Regions from separate parts of the Rattus norvegicus genome. Here region 1 is linked to region 2. Evidence: chromatin contacts called from public Hi-C data. All regions are on one chromosome and are shown on one strand. Each heading gives the region's core, a stretch centred on a gene start, on an enhancer-like site or on the middle of the called end of the contact. The rest is flanking DNA. Distances are from core to core; before and after follow the strand shown. Region 1 holds the start of Cep120 (centrosomal protein 120). Region 2 overlaps Cep120 (centrosomal protein 120).

Region 1 (4,733 bases), core at 1,597-4,096, 37 kb before region 2:
CCCCTGCTTCAGCCTCTTGAGTACTGATATTACAAGGGTTTATCCCTCCACACCCAGCTCTTCCAAATCCTTCTTCCAAATGGAGGCTGATTTTCTAAGCAGTTCTCAAAAGTCAGTTTTTGGTATCACATTTTTACAAACAACAGCTAGTCAATAAGTGTGTTAATTTTATTAGTCCAGGGAGCTTGGCTTAGTTTTATTAATATTATATATATTATATAACATATATATACATATATACATATAGTATATATATGGGCCTGTTTATATATACGGAGATGGTGTGAAGACAGGAAATACTAATATAATTTCTAATTTCTTCTCCCTAGAAGTTGTTGAAAATAAAGCATAAAAATACTACACATCAGGATTTATCCAGAATATGAAATAGATATAGAAAAAAGGAGCTTGCTATAAACCGATGCCCTTTCGATTGCAGAAATTTATAGAAATAGAAAGCTAGTAGGCCGGCAGGTTAGTGAATTCAGTGACTGTCAGTTTGAATTTGCACGCTTTGTATGCTCATAGTGCGATGAACCTTCCATTGTTTAACAGATACAATTTACATATGCTATAAACAGTTTTTTATGTATTCGGATGCAGTAATTGGTACTTCATAAGCCTGTAATAAAATTTCCTCTCATGGACTTAACCTAATATGTGATGCTTTATGCTAGAACCAAAGCCTCTTGTTGTTTAGACACCAAGAAGGGAATTAGATTACGGAACTGCGGACTTAGATGATGATGGAATATTACGGTCCATTTGTAGACGGCAACTTCCATGTCATTAACTGTGTGCAGTCTGTGAAAATAAAGGTACCACGCAAATGATGCTGGCAACTTTTCGGCAGCTCCAGGGAGGGGACTTTACAAACAACGACATTTAGAGAGGAGATCCTGATGCAGAGAGCTGAAACGCTACTGCAATGGCAGGGCAAGTAAAGGCACCTGCTGCCAGGTCACGCTTGGCGACCTGAGTCTGATCCCTAGGATCCCACATAGTAAGAGAGAACTGACTTCCAGAAGTTGTCCTCTGACCTGTAAGTGTGCCCCACCACACACACACACACACACACACACACACAAACACACACACACACACACACAGAGTTTGGAAACGAGAGATATATCAAAAAATTTTACTACAAGAAAAACTGTGTGTGTGTGTGTGTGTGTGTGTGTGTGTGTGTGTGTGTGTGTGTGTATTCGTGTGCTCTTGGAAGTCAGAGAGGTCGTTGCAATTCCATGGCTCTGGAATTACAGATAATTGGGAGTTGCCTGCCTGGGTGTCAGGAACTGAACTCAAGCCCTGTGGAAGAGCATCAAGTACTATTAACTTTGACACTATCTCTCCACGTCCTCCCACCCCTCATCTTACTTCATTTGATTAATGTTACAGATTTTTTTTTAGTGGTGTGACTATTTTCTGGAATGTAGTGATAATCTAATCTGGGTTTTCAGCCTTGATGGAAATCCTCAAGGAAAATAAGTGTATGTTTTAAATAAAAACTATAAATTATAGAAGGTCAGTTTTTATAGCGATTAAGTCATGAGATTATTCATGTAAAAGAATTATCATGTAAAAGTATTCATGTAAAAGTAACTAGCATTTAATATAACACCTTGGTAAAAAAAAAAAACAAAAAACAAAAAACTGCTTTTCACATAAGCCAGCTGTGATTCTTCTTACTTTTAGATATCCACCACAAAAGAGCACAGCGCTCAACAACGCACACAAAACTGAACGTCATTTTAGCTTTATATGAATACCACATTTCAGGTAAAACTCTCCGGATCCCTGAAGGGCTTTACAGGTAATCTAGCTCAGTCTCCATATCCTTTTCTTTTGGAGACAAAGAAGAGAAAGAACAGTGTAGAAGACAGCAGCAGGGCTCAGAGATCGAATTATTATTGCACTCAAAACATCTTCTAGGTTTACAGAGCAAGAAAGCAGCAGGTGTTAGCACACTTAGTCCTCTACCTCCTGAGACCTCACTTCAGCTAGTTTATTTTTTGCCGTATTATCTGTTACTTTTGACTTTCCGGGCGGAATTCTTGCAAATTTTAACGCTAACAGTGTCCACGACGGCTCCAACCGATTCGCTTTTTAGTTAGATAATCTTCAAAATCCATGTTATCTCCCCCGTCCCCCAAAGTTTGAAATCGGAAGGGGAAATGTGGGTTCACGGCACTTTCCCCTCGTTAACTTTTGGCCTTGATTTGCAAATTTACTATGTCTGCATAGAACCTACTCCTTTAAATATTCTCGCCCACGTGACAATGTGTTTTTCCTCTCTCCCCCTCTTTTTAGAGACGTTTCTAAAGTATTGCTTAATCTGGGAGAGATTACGTCAGCGCCAGCAGTTACAGTAACTACCGCATTGACGCTACTTGTTTTCATAGGACCAACAGTTGAAGTGATGAGCATGAGCGGTTCACACTCAGGCCATTATTTTTTTTCGTGACAATACGTTCGGTCTCAGATGCCTGAGAACTAGCATTAAAAACGCTATTGCTTTATTTCTCAGATTACCGCCGAGCAAAACCCTCAAAACACACTGCCCTCCTACTCATTTAAAGAGAAAAACTACACAGAACCGGGAAGCGTTTAGAGCTACGGTGCGCTTGCGCAGCCTGAGACGGGGGCGGGAGGATAGTGATGGTTCAAGTCTCCTGCCTTTCCGCATGCGACCAGCAGGCGGCGCTGCGGGCTAATGCTGTCGTGTTTTCCCAGGGCTCTTGGAAAGAGCGTCAAAGGGCGGGAGGTGAAGCCGGCTGATGGGCGTTCTATCCTCGACCGCCCTGGTCTCTATCGCCCTTTGTCCTCCAACCTCCCCCGGGCTCTCGGCCCGCGGGCCTGGTTGCTAGGCGGAAGCGGGGCGCGGCGGCGTCCGCTGCGGCTGCCCGGGCGTTTGAATAGCGGCTTAGCAGGCGGCAAAAGGTGCCGGGGCGGCGGGCTTGTTGGGGAGCAGGGCCAGGCAGCGGAGCAGCCTTCATCGAGTCGGGGCTGGGTTAGGGCCTGGGCGGCGGCCTGGGGAGCGGGGCCGGCCTGCGCCCCTCACTCGGCCTCTTTCCTGCAGACCCCGCCGCCACGACCATGGTCCCCAAGTCCGACCAGCTGCTCATCGTCGTATCCATCCTCGAAGGTGAGCGGCCTCGGGTTTTTTGCAACTGCTGCTTCCCGAACCTCAGCAGAGTAATGTGTGACCGAGGCTTTGTTAACCTTACGAACCCTGTCATCTCTGCCTTTGTGGTCCCCGAAGACTTGTTCAGTTGCATGGAGCGAGGTCTGTTAGGCAATTGATTTAAACATCTCTCCGGGGAGCGTGAGTGCTATTAGGGATAAGTGATATTTAGCGTGACTAGCCGTAGCCCCAGAGAATGTAGAAAAAACGATTTCCATCAGAAGCAGCCTGTCGATGGCTTTTATATATGAGCTAAAAGTGCCTGCAAAGCACCTTCTGTTCAGCAGTCCCCGCTAATACCATTTGTAAGAACTTTGCCATTGACTTTAATACAGGCTTTGTACCATTTCAGATGTATTGCCGAGACTGTTCCCTTCACATGTCTTGATGGCCTACCTAGGGGACTACCGTGGTTGGGGTGTTAAATGATCCTTGCATGTTTGTTGAGTGAGTTTATCGGGGACTTACTGAACGTCAGGTGCTGTGCTGGCAATGCAGATGACTCTAGGTCTGGAAGCTTAGAGAGTAAGTAAAGTGGGCAGTGGGTCATGCTGGGATGACCACCCTTTTTGGGGAATGCTTTCCTGAGGAGTTGGCAGTTATGTGGATCTTGAAGCTAATTAGGAATGGGTCAGATGACAGAGGCTTTTCAGATGGTCTGTTGAGCCGCATAAAGCACTGAAGATGTGGGAAAAAAGACATGCTTTGCTCTCAGCTTCATTCAGCAAATGTTGCTTCGATTCATCGTCGTTAGCTGAGTGGGGACCAAGTGAGGTTGTTTCGTAAACTAGAGCAGGTTGTCAGTTATGAGAGTTTAAACCACGGGTGTTGGTTCAGCCCTTCTCCCCTTGGGAGAAGTCTGATCCTGTTTGAGAAAAGGGAAAAAAGAAATACAGTGTAAAAATAGCTTCTGAGTTTTGGAATAAGAAATTGACCAGAGGCTATTAAACAATAGGGACAATAATAATTGTTTCTTTATTGCTTAAAAACACAGGATTGTGCAGGAAGTGGTAGCTCAGGCCTTTAATCCCAGCACTTGAGTGGCTGAGAGAAGGCTAATCCCTGTGAGGTCAAGGCCAACCTGGTCTACTAATGATTTGCTGCACCCCACTGAACAAACAAATAAAAAAACTCCCAAATAAACCAAACCCCACAAGACTCAAATAATCTTCTAATTGGTTGATAGAGGCTGTTAAATTTAGAACTGGGCCCTTCTCTATGGAAAAAAATGTGATTTCCTGCCTTCCTAGATACTGGGGTCTGTTTACTTGGGATAAACAAATTATGGTGTAAGACACTATATGTTAGGCTACACTATAATAACTGTGTGATGTAGACCATAAACGTGGGTTTGGCAGTAGGAGTAGTGATTGAAGTAGCTTCTTTCTTGAGCACTAGACAGACAAGGGTAGAAGAAAGTCATTTCTGGTGACCAGAGAAGCCAGAATAATTGGAGTGGAAGGAAGGCACAAGAGGAAGGTACAATATTTGGGAATATTGTACTTGGTCAGAAAGAACCAGAGTGAATCGACTTTGGAGGACCTTG
Region 2 (4,842 bases), core at 2,089-4,588:
CTTTCTCACTTGTCCTGTGCGTTATGTGGTCTGCACTGCATGGAAACTGCATTTCCCCATGCTACACGTGGGGACAGCTGCCGCTGAGCTGGTACAGCAAGTTCTGATTCAGCAGAAAGTCAGTGTCACTCAGGCAGTTTTGCTCACTTCTCCAAGTGTGGTTTTGTTTTAACTTCATTCCGAGTAAAGAATGGTTATTTTCACTGCCTAGAAAAGAGAAGCTGGGGCATGTTCAGGGCCATAAAAGCCTGAATATCCCTTTTATTCATTGAAGGTTCGATCCCAAGTACCTATAATCCTAATATTCAGGAAGCAGAGTCAGGAGGATCATGAGTCTGGAGCCAGCCTGAGCTACGTAACTAGTTACAGAACAACCTGGCTACAGAGAAGAACAAGTAGAAAAGACTGGAGTCCAAGGCAATGTGGAAGTTTAGCATTACACATAGTCAGCAGTACATTTGGTCTTAACTAGACTGTACCTAGGCCTTTTCTATAAAATAGACATGCGTAATACACCTAAACTTGTAAGTATATAAAACATAAAGTAACTATACTTTTTCATATTAAATTTATATGTCCCTTCTCTAACCATAATGTTTCTTAAGATTTCATCAGTAAACCTTATTCTGACCTTACCAGTGTTACATTTCTGGAGGTTTTTATTAAGTTCAGTGTGTCTGTCAGTTTAAATCTTTCTTCTACATCAGTGGTTCTCAACCTTCCTAATGCTTCAGCCCTTTACTAAGTTTCTCATATGTGGTGACCCCCAACGATAAAATTTGCTACTTCATAACTGTAATTCTGCCACTGTTATGAATTATAATGTAAATACCTTTGTTTTCTGATAATCTTTGGTGGCCCCTGTGTAAGGGTCATTTGACACACACCCTCCCACCCCCAAAGAGGTCACCACCCACAGGTTGATAACCACCGTTCTAAATAGTTAGGCAGAGATTAGAAACTTCTAGTTGAGGGAGTAAACTCAGTCACATTTTTATATATTAAAAATAAGTGTTTTAAGTGTTTTTTTAACTGAATTTATGTAAGTTGTGGTTGTGTAGATTTTTCTATAATAATTATATATTGTAATTGTAATTACCATTGAGTGATTGAAAATATACATAAACATTTAAGTCTAATAACTAAAGAGTACGTGAAGCAAGTTTACAGATATTCTTTGTTTTATATGCATTCATTTGACATGCATGGGCACTTGTGTGCACATGCTGTTGGAGGCTAGAGGACAGCCTTGAGGCATTCTAAGGAATACCATCAACTATTTGAAACAAGGTCTCATTAGCTTAGCGCTCATCAAGCAGACTGGACTTGCTATAGAACTCCTGTCTCTTCCTCCCCAGCACTGGTAGTGGGCACCACTGTGTAGAGTGGAGGTGGGGTGCCTAATACCTGAATAGTGTTCTAAGCTTGGATTTCTTGCCACACATTGGGTGCCAAATGTAGTGGGATTTCTTGGACCCACCAGGAGAATAACATGGAGACTTATTAATTTTATTATAGCTTAGGCTACCTCCCAGCTAGCTCATCTGCTTAGTTAACCTACCATACTAGTCCATGTCTCCGTTACCCCTCTTTCTCTGGTACGTCCAGCTTTCTCGGCCTCCATGTTCTGCTGGTGAATCCTCCTGCCTCTGATTCTTCTCCCAGAGGCCCTCTCTCAGACTGGAAGTCCCACCTTTCTTGCCCAGCTATTGGCCATCAGCTCTTCATTAAACCAATCGGCAAGTGAGGAAGGTATAATTATTTACAGCATACTGAGGTGGTTGATGAGACATAAGAATGACAATACCAAAGTCACTGGGTACTCAGCTCTCTGTGGGTACAGCATTAACAGTTGAATGATACAGACTTAATACTGTGTACTCCAGCAACTGTGCTCTTCTGTGGGTGCTGGGAGCCTTGCTTGGGTCAGTGTTGCTATACGACAGCTACTTTATGGACTGAACTGTCTCCCCAGCTCAGTATGTACTGTTTTGAATGCTGACTGATCTAAGGTGGACTATGCTGGTGGTGATAAGCTAGCCACCTAATGTGCTTTTCTTTTCAGCTTCAAAGAGAGAGAAAGGAACTGCAGTTAGAACGAGAGCGGAACCTTCAAGAGCTGCAGGACTCTGTCCGAAGGGCCAGAGACGACTGCGTGCACCAAGTGGAGCTGGAGAGGCTGAAGCTGAAGCAGCTGGAAGAGGACAAACACCGCCTTCAGCAGCAGGTGCTAGAACTGTCTACTTCTAGAAATGCTTCACTGTGAAGTGCTGACACCACTGTGATTTGGACTGCTGTAGTCACTGCCCAGAGAGTCCAACTGAAGTTGGATTTCGTTTTTTCAAAAGTTAAAGCCAAGGACTGTGTTAGTATAATTTTCTTATTCTTAGAACCATTTTTGTGAAATGTTCATTCCAGGTAACTTAAAATTAAAGAGTTTTTTTCAGTAAATCTCTTTTTAACAATGTTGACATCCATTAGGACACTAATGCCTTAAGTGTTCTAAAACAGTTCAGTGCTTTCCAGAACCTGCATTTTGAAAGCAGAGTTCTGCTGTCCTCTTGTTCATCACGGTCCCTTCATATGCCCACACCTGTATGCAGTTGTTACAGTCCCCTCATGGCTGGGTCTGTTGTTGCTGGTCTCGCAGAACCTCTCTTGCTGTTACTGCCCTACCTTCCTCCACCCTCAGGCCTCCTGTGCTGTCTGCAGCCTTCTTTCTAGGCACTAGGCTTTCAGCTTGCTCCACATTTATATTCAAGACCTTTCTCTGCACTCGTCTTCCATGTCAGATTGCTGCTTTGAGTCCTTCACCTTACCTGGACATGTTTAAGGCGCTTTAAACCAGTATGTCTTCCCGTTATTCTTGCCGAGTTCATGCTTCAGCGGCAGCCTCTCCAGCCCCACTTGGCACACACAGTGCACAGTGTCATATATGTCAGTGATGGCCATCTGAACTTATGGTGCAGCAGGGTAGTTTTGAAAATTGGGAAGCATAACACACTTGAAACCTACTACTGCCATCTCACCGTTTATAGGGAACGATGAGGATCACGAACCTCTACCCATCTGTCTGTCTGTCTGTCTGATGTCATCCCCACTCTGCACCTCTGCCTTGTAGTAGAAAATTATTGAAATCCTGGCCTGGGGTTTCTACCCCGCCTTTGGTTATTGAGTTCCTGGATAAAGCCCACACAAACCAGCCTCAACAGCACAGTAGGTCCGTGCTGCTAGACTGCCTTCCCAGATAACCCCCGGCCGTTACTCACTATTCTCTATGTTCCGTCTGGGCTGCTCAGAATCCAGTCGGGCAGCCCTCAGGGCACATTTTTATGGCTCAGCTAAGCCATGGCAGCCTTTCCCACAAGACCTCATTGTGTTCTGTTTTCCATGGGCCCTGTGTATTCTGAGTCCTTCCTTTACTTACAGTAAAATATCACTTACCCAAATAATATTTTCAAGCTTATGTTAAATGTACTCCTGGAATATCGCTTTCTTGCTCCTTTTCTTTACAACGTGCCAGTTTTTTTTCATTTAGTGATCACTTAATCAGTCTCAGATTGTTGCTCCATAAAACCCTCGTTGTTTATAGTTCTGTCCTGGAGTCCAGCCTGCTGTCGGCAGTGATAGGAACTCAATGAATATTTGTAGAAAAGGGAGGGAAAGATCAGGCTGTTAAAAATGCAACTTCTTTCTCGAAAAATTTCAGTGTGGATTAGATGTGTATGATGAATGCTACAGGGCCCCCTGTCATGAAGTTTACAATTGTAGCTCAGGGCTCTCGCCCACATTGTTCATTTGGTTGTTACCGAGGGTCTTTCTCACCATATAAAAGTGGATGTTTGTCATGGGGTCCACCAGTATTAGTGTTCTTCCAGTTCAAGGTTTGGGTGCCTAGAGCAAAAGCAGCAGCAGCAGTCGAGAGAGTGCTTGGCGCACACGCTGGGCCCACTCTCTGTCATGTACTCTGTCAGTCCACCCCAAGATGGTGCCACTGACTCACAGTTCTCCTGTACAAGAGTCTCGGTGTGAAAATTGGTAACTTGGAAAAATTATTGAAGGCACATCTTTATTCTTTAAGCTCAGTTTTTATCAGGGGAGAAACTTCACCAGTTTCTGAATTATCCAATTTGCTCATGGGAAATGCGTAAGGGAAATTTGGGGTCATTATGTTGACGTGGTTGCATATATTAAATGTGGCATTTCAGTTAGACTGGTAGAAGAGACAGTTAAGCATAAAGAGAAGTGAAGAAGGTAAACCTATTTGTGTTCAAGTGAGAGCAGGCACCAGAGCTCTGGGTCATGGCAGTGATGATGGCCTCCCTCCCAGGGACTGTCCTCTGCCCTCGAAGCCCGTATCTCTACAATTGCAATGTGACAGCTGTAGTTGCTTGGGATGATGTCCTCGAGTGGTGAAGAACCAGATGCACTTACTATTAGTACATTTTTTGTTTAAAATATAAAAGTGGAGACTAGGAACATGTCTTGGTCAGAGAGAGTGTTTGCCAGGCAAACATGTGGACCTGAGTTGGGATGCCACGCACCCTTGTCAAAAGCTGGGCACGGTGACAATGCACTATAATCCCAGTGCAGGGAGGGAGACAGGAGGGCCCCTCACTGCTATCCAGCCCAGCTAGTCAGTCTGTGAGAGCTGCAGGTTCAATAAAAGACCTCTTTCACAGTGTAAGTTGGAAAAGAGTTGAAAAAGATGCTAATGTTGACCTCTGGCCTCTACACGTATGTATACACATACAAACACGTACATCATGCACACAAAACAAATGTATTTTTACAAGCAAGATCATTTCCAAATGGTTTTTGCTGGTTTTGGAAAATGAATTA

The links. A called contact is a pair of places that touch in the nucleus more often than the background predicts.
Region 1: a contact with region 2 is called in a Hi-C map of Schwann cells, with 2.2 times the contacts expected there. The contact joins the promoter of Cep120 here to the enhancer-like site in region 2.

Annotation. Positions count from the first base shown.
Region 1 is chr18:49,386,356-49,391,088 of GRCr8, reverse strand. Cep120 (centrosomal protein 120) reads left to right here and starts at 2,846. Exons shown (of 21, transcript NM_001191697.1): 1 at 2,846-2,943; 2 at 3,083-3,148. The coding sequence starts at 3,100. LOC134483022 (a long non-coding RNA gene) reads right to left here. Exons shown (of 2, transcript XR_010059821.1): 2 at 3,899-4,052.
Region 2 is chr18:49,349,642-49,354,483 of GRCr8, reverse strand. It overlaps Cep120 (centrosomal protein 120), which reads left to right. Exons shown (of 21, transcript NM_001191697.1): 17 at 2,066-2,227. Among named protein-coding and RNA genes, the nearest start is that of Cep120, 36 kb to the left of the region's middle. Within about 2 kb of position 3,338, at least 14 of the 93 cell types and tissues checked have an H3K27ac peak or open chromatin away from gene starts, as enhancers often do. A contact at or near this core is called in Schwann cells, where this site is marked.